2 separate regions of the Rattus norvegicus genome follow, and region 2 is linked to region 1. The links are chromatin contacts, called in public Hi-C maps. All regions are on one chromosome and are shown on one strand. The core of a region is the stretch at or near the end of the contact, and the rest is flanking DNA. Distances in the headings are between cores, read along the strand shown. Region 1 has its middle 27 kb from the start of Coro2b. Region 2 has its middle 56 kb from the start of Itga11.

The links. A called contact is a pair of places that touch in the nucleus more often than the background predicts.
Region 2: a contact with region 1 is called in a Hi-C map of the A7r5 cell line, with 3 times the contacts expected there. The contact joins two enhancer-like sites. A contact is called at or near these places in 3 of 12 Hi-C or Micro-C datasets (the A7r5 cell line, the Rat2 cell line and Schwann cells).

The regions. Positions count from the first base shown.
Region 1 is chr8:71,937,884-71,941,248 of GRCr8, forward strand. No RefSeq gene overlaps it. Among named protein-coding and RNA genes, the nearest start is that of Coro2b, 27 kb to the left of the region's middle. Within about 2 kb of position 2,073, at least 15 of the 93 cell types and tissues checked have an H3K27ac peak or open chromatin away from gene starts, as enhancers often do. A contact at or near this core is called in the A7r5 cell line, where this site is marked.
Region 2 is chr8:71,983,601-71,987,168 of GRCr8, forward strand. No RefSeq gene overlaps it. Among named protein-coding and RNA genes, the nearest start is that of Itga11, 56 kb to the right of the region's middle. Within about 2 kb of position 1,276, at least 6 of the 93 cell types and tissues checked have an H3K27ac peak or open chromatin away from gene starts, as enhancers often do. A contact at or near this core is called in the A7r5 cell line, where this site is marked.

The DNA.
Region 1 (3,365 bases), core at 823-3,322:
CAAGAGGAATAGAGACCTTGGTAAGACCTGTGCATGCCAGGACTACCAAGTCTAGACCCTTCAGTGAAGCTTGAGGGTCTGGGCACTAAAGAAGTGTTCTGAGATATTCCCTCCAAAAGAAAAGACAGGCTGTTGCCCCTGGCACAGTGTCCTGTGAATGAAGCTGGGCCTTGCTAGGCCTCCTGGCACCCTGGAAGCAGATTACAGCCAGGCTCCTGGCCCCGCCCACATCCTGGGTTATTGAGAAGACAGCCTGGAGCGAGACCCAGGAAGAAGAAGATCTTTATCCGGTCCAGATATAGCACTGTTTTGATTTGAATGTAAAATCCCCCTTAGGCTCAAGTATTTGAGTGATTGGTCTTCAACTGGTGGGCCTGGGAGGGTCCCTATCCTCACAGAGGTTTGGATCGGGCTGGTGTGAATCCCATGTTCATGCTGTCTGCACACAGCTCTGTCTAAACGTCAGCTTGACAGCTTGCCCTGTTCTCTCCCTTGCTGGCAGAGGTCTCCTTGAGGGCATGCATGGAGTTCTAGGTTGTGTGCTCCAGTACTAGTTCAGAGCCTGGCAATGAGAGAGGCTCAGTACAGTCAGGACAGATGGAGAGATTCAGTGGTGAGCCCTCCCACTTGCCTCTCCCTCTCTCTCTCCCTCATCCTCACCCTTGCCCTCTCCCTTCCTCTCTCTCTCTCTCTCTCTCTCTCTCTCTCTCTCTCTCTCACACACACACACACACACACACACACACACACACACACACACACAGTGTGTTGTTATTTCTTGCCTCTCAGTTACTCCTCTCAGTGATCTTTGGAGGAAGAAGTTGTCAGTGTTCTCCTATGGATGGGGACATCAGGTAACTGTGATTAAAGCCACTTGTGGGCTCTGGAGATGGCTCAGCGGGCAAAATTCTTGTCACTTGGAGAGTAAGGGCCTGCATTTGAAGCCTGAGAAGACATGTACAACATGTACAACGAGACCTGGTAGAACACCTTCTTAATCAGAACACTCCAAGGTGGGAGGTGGAGACAGGAGAATTCCCAGAAAGTCATTGATGTGCACAGCAGTGAATGAGAGATCCTGTCTCAAGCAAAGTAGAGGCTTGATGTCCACTATTATCCTCTGACCTCCATACACACACACACCCACACATACACACACATATGCCCATGGTGGGGGTGGGGCAGAGGGAGAGGGAGAGGAGAGACAGAGACAGAGACAAAAAGACTTTTGGGAGAGATAGAGATGTGATGGGAATTCCACAGGGGCCATCAGCATTTTCATTCTTAACCACTACAGAGTAGGATTGTGTGCCTGCAGAGCCTGAGGAAAGGAGTGGAGTAGGCTGCAGTGCCCGAGAGTCCCCTTAGACAGCTGGAGGAAGGGAAGAGAATATTCCGGACGGAGAGCACACTTTTGAGGGAGAATATTTTGTGGATACAATAGGTTAGGAAAAGCTGGCATAAAGATGGCTGAGCCCCAGCTAAAGCCCCAGTTGGTAAGATGTGTAGGACGTGAAGGGACAGACCATGTCAGGAAGGACAGGTGGGAAATGTCTGCCTTCCTCTGTAGGAGCTCCCAGGGTCAGGAAAGGGTGATTAATTCAAGACTTGTGATGTAGGATGGTCCTGGGTAAGAGAGCAGAAAGGGCTTCCTGGGAATCCTGGACTCTGCCTTGGGAAAGTGCCCTCACTGGCCTTCAACTTGTGTTTTTAAGTCTTTCCCACAAGCCCCTGGAGTGGGGGGGCAGGGGGAAGGACAGGAAATATATAGATAGGGTAAGGGGGGCAGCAGCCCTCGCTGTCTGTCTGCAATGTCAGGAATGAGCTCAGACACTAAGACAAACAATGCTTTGACCCTGTGCAGTCCAAGAAGGATGCTAAGAGCAACTGTGACTCAGCCACAGGCTCTGGTCCAGGTTACAGAGACACTGACCAGCCAAAAGAAAGAGGATGAGCCAACCACTGTTCTGGAAATTTCCACTACATTATCAATCTTTCCAAGTGAGCATGCTGAAGGCCACACTGGGGGTGGGACTCACTCAAGGTCACACAGCCAGTCTGTGGGAGCTGTGTTAGGAATGTACAGTGTCTGACTAAGCTGGCTGGATGCTATGTGGAGATTTCTGGCTTCCAGGGTCTTCTTATGTTATCTCCACAGCCCAATCTGACACTGTATCTGCACTGTGTTGACAATAAGCACTTGTTGGTTCCATGGCAGATTCTGACACCCCTGGAGAGGTCTGGGCAGGGAGATTCTTTTTTTTTTTTTGGTTCTTTTTTTGGAGCTGGGGACCGAACCCAGAGCCTTGCGCTTCCTAGGCAAGCGCTCTACTACTGAGCTAAATCCCCAACCCCTGGGCAGAGAGATTCTTATTTAATACCTGGTTTGCTGAGCTTCATCCAATGGTCACATGTCATCAATGACTGTCACAAGGGAGCAGAAATAACAAGGAAATATTAAAACCTTTAGGCGGTATTAGAGCCGGTTAAGACAAAATCCCTGTTTGGGGGGAGGGGAGAAGGATACATAGCTCAGTTGAAGGGATGCTTGCCTGGCATGCATGAAGCCCTGGTGTGGTGCTCTATGTTCATAATCTTAGTACTCCAAGGTGGACGCAGGAGAATAAGAAAATCAAGGTCATCGTGCTGGATAGTTTTATGCCAATTTGACACAAGCTAAAGTCATCTGAGAGGAGGGAACCCAATTAAGAAAGCAACTCCATAAGATCTGGCTATAGGCAGGTCTGGAAGGCATTTTATTAACTAGTGATTGATGGGGGAGGGCCCAGCTCACTGTGGGTGGAGCCATCCCAGGGATGGTGGTCCTGGGTTCTATAAGAAAGCTGAGCAAGCCATGGGGAGCAAGCCAGTAAGCAGCACCCCTCCATGGCCTCTGCCTCCAGGTTCCTGCCCTGTTTGAGTTCCTAGCTCCACCTCCTTCGATGATGAACAGCTTGGCTACTGTACTGGCTGGTTTGTGTGTCAACTTGACACAAACTGGAGTTATCACAGAGAAAGGAGTCTCAGTTGTGGAAATGCCTTCATGAGATCCAGCTGTAAGGCATTTCCTCAACTAGTGATCAAGCGGGGAGGGCCCAGTCCATTGTGGTGGTGCAGTCCCTGGGCTGGTATATTGGGTTCTATAAAAAAGCAAACTGAGCAAACCAGGGGGAGCAAGCCAGTAACAAACATCCCTCCATGGCCTCTGCATCAGCTCCTGCTTCCTGCCCTGTGTGAGTTCCAGTCCTGACTTCCTTTGGTGATGAACAGCAATGTGGAAGTGTAAGCTGAAGAAACCCTTTCCTCCCCAACTTGCTTCCTGGTCATGATGTTTGCGCAGGAGTAGAAACCCTGACTAAGACAGC
Region 2 (3,568 bases), core at 26-2,525, 45 kb after region 1:
CTGATTAGATCCCAAGTAGAGTTTCTGGGAGGGAGGCGAAGGCCTCCTGGAGTCTACCTCAGGAATTCTGGGACTATTTTGGAAGGCAAAGAGCTACAGGGCACAGTAGCCGGGAGCCAAGCTGCGGAGCCTGCAAATGTCATTACCCTAAGGAGAAGTGTCTGGCCATCCTGAGCTTTCAAATCTTTTGATGAAAACCAACCTGCTCACACTTCAGGAATTTGCTGGCTGGGTCAGCAGCAGCCACTTGCCCTGCTCCCCTGGGGGACCAAGTTTCCAGCAGAAGCAGGCCAGATGTGGGGTAGCTGGGAGGGGGAGGGGGTGGGATGAGACTAAAGGAGGTGGGGGAGGGGCTGCAACTGCCAAGGGCTGGAAAGGACCCCCCCCCCCCAGCTTCACGCAGACAAAAATAAACAAAAGTTCCTGCTGGAAGAGAGCAGAAGCAAAAAATGTGTTTGAGAAAAACAGGTGGAAAGGGTCTTTGTGGGGTTCAAAGACTGGTGTCCCCCATCTGGTTATTATGGGCCAGGTATCCTTGGTGAACACCGAGTTAGTTTGAGGAATGGCTACCTCCACTCCCAGTTCAGCTTTTCTGGATTATGACTTCTTCTGCACACACCATCACTGAAGACTCCTTTCGATGCTGCAGCTCATGTATCCATGGTTACCTGCTTCACACAGGGGGAACCTCAGGTCCTGAGCATTAGGTGGCTCTGACAAACCCAAGGAAGATAAAGCCCTGATTCAAATCCAGAAGGCAGACCCCTATCTTCAGAACCACACTGAGATAGGGCAAAAGGCACAGACGGTGGATCCAAGCTGCCCGAGGATGACGCCATATTTTGCAACTTGCTGTGTGACTCCAAAAAGATTACCAAACATCTCTGTGTCTTAGCTTCCTCATTGGTAAAACTGGACCTTAGAGCCTGCCCCATAGGGTTGTGAGGAGGGATTCCATTTCTCTCATGAGGGATTCTCAGGCGGCCAAGGGCATGGGATGGGATGGCCTGGTTCTGTGGGCCAAAGAGAGCTCCTACTGCTGTTTTAGTGAGGAGGTGGGAGCATATGGAAGCCTCCGGGCCTTCTCTGCTTGGCCTGAAGGGGTTTAGGAGGTTATATGAGTGCCTAGGCCTTGCTAGGCACATAGTAAACACTCAATAAATGGTTATAAAATTCTGGATTTTGCTGGATGTGGGAAGGAGAGAGATGCCCAGGCATAATAGATACATACAGTAAGTTCCAAAGTCTGATAGCCTGTGACTCATTCTAACAAAATTTGCAGATGTGTCATCAGAAACACATGGGGAAATTGTTCAATTCTGGCTGGAAGGTAGGATGGGCTTTAAGGAAGAGGCAGCACTTAGCTCGGGTCTTGGGTAGCTGAGGTAGAGACGTTTATGCAGGGGTGAGGGGGTGAGGGATGTGAGTCCATTTGTCCAGACAGCCAATGAGGAGAAGTGGAAAGAGGAAGAGACGGTGGGAGAGAAGAGACCAGAAATGTGGAGAGAGGTCTCGGAGCTCCAAGGAGTGGTCGACTACCTCTAAGATGCAAATGTTCACAGTGTGCCCTCAGCCTGGGCATGCTCCAATACTGCCTCCCTTTGTGCTCTGGGCTCTCCATGCTGCCTGGGTGGGCTGCACTGCCTGTTGCAGCATTATTGGTCTCCTGCCCCACATAGCCCAGGAGGGAAAACAATTACACCCTCAGCCCTGAAGCCTTCCCTAGGTCTCTTCCCTGAACACAGCCAGCATTTACAGACCTGGTGCAGGCTGGTTCCCCTGCAGATGCCTGAGACAGAGGGTTTCCCAGAGAGCAGAGTCCTACGGAATTTGGGGAGGGTCCAAGTGATGGTGTTCTGACCTCTAACTCACAGTGAAAGAAGTTGGATAGGGCTGAAAGAAGGGCTTTCGTACTTCTGGGGTTGAGGAGCCTTCGGAGAGCAGCAAGTTCAAGTTGGAAGCAGCTGAGTTCCACAATAGGGACCAACAGGGGTCCAAGGCATCACAGTGCTAGGCCAGGCTGGGTAGAGGAGGCCTCCAGCCCTGCATATGCCTGGGCAGTCTCTGTCTCCCAAGCCCAGGCGCATCGACCATTCTGAAGTAAAGAAGGCACTTGAGGATTCCCAGGCTCTCCCTGGCCTGATAACAGGAAGTGAGGGAGCTGAGGGGCCTGCTTCCAAAACCCATTCAGACCAACTGAGAAGTGTCTGGAAGTTCCCAGATGTTCCTGCCCTCCTCACCAAGACTGCAGGGACCCCATGGCCAGAATGTAGTTCATCTTATGTTCTTGGCTGCCTGAGAATCTCCAGGCAAGGGAAGAGAAATGGTTGACCCACACCATCTCTGTATGTGGCCAACACAAACCTCAAGTCACCCCCACCTCCTACTGTCTTGGAGGAGATTTGAGACACTCCCAAGTCCTCATCCTTCCCCGACACTCCCCTCCACCCTTGCATGGGCCCTGCTTGAGGCAGGCATTCCTATGAGGAGATCCAGAGTTTGGGGTTCAGGAACTAGGTCCCTGGAGGCCCAAGTAGAAAGCACATGCCTGGAAAGTCAGGGGCAAATTTAAGACGGGTCTAGGAGAAGAAGCAGCGCCTGGAGGATGTGGTCAACTCAGGAAGGAGCAGTGTGCTGGAGAAACGTTTTGCCAGAATTAAGTCTGGGCAGAGGAAAAAGCAAGAAGCCCAGAGTGGCAGTGAGTATATAGCTGAGAGGGAGGGCAAGGGAGGAGAGGAGGGGAGGGAGGGCAAGGGAGGGGAAGGGGGGAGGGAGGGGCAAGGGAGAGGGGAAAAGGGGAGGGAGGGCAAGGGAGGGGAAAAGGGGAGGGAAGGCAAGGGAGGGCAGGGAGGAGGAGAGGGAAGGTAAGGGAGGGCAGGGAGGAGGTAAGGGGAGGGAGGACAAGGGAGGGGAAGGGGGAAGGAGGGAAAGGGAAGGGAAGAGAGGAGGGAGGATGAGGTAGGGGAGGAGGGAAGGGAGAGGAAAAGGGGAGGGAGGGAAAGGGAGAGAGAGCAAGGGAGGGGAAAAGGGAAAAAAGACAGAAGGGCAAGGGATGGCAGTGTGGGGCAGGGGGTGAGGATTGGCCTCCCTCCCACAGTGAAAGATGAGGATAGAAGGGATACAGGAAGAGCGGACAGGAGCATCCTCAGCGCCCAGCACCCATGCTCCCGGGTGCAGTGCAGTGGGTCCTAGGCCTGCTGTTGGTAAAGGCTTCTCCCCCAAGGTCCTAGAAGTACCCCGAGGCATTCCTCACACTGTTGTCCCAGACCTGCTGGGACTTTTTGGAGGGGTGTGTGTGTGTGTGTGTGTGTGTGTGTGTGTGTGTTCGGGGGTCTTGGGGATTGACCCTGAAATGGCTGCTCTTAGCTGAAATCAGTGTCAACGCTAGATGCTTAGCCAGAGATGTGGCCCTGACCCAGGAGACACAAAGAGATGTGGCTCTCCTACTAATCCTGTGAGATGCTGGTCTGAGCCCCTCCAACACTCCTGCTGAGTCTCCTGGACACACACTCTCTCTCTCTCTCTCTCTCTCTCTCTCTCTCTCTCTCTCTCTCTCTCTCTCTCTCTC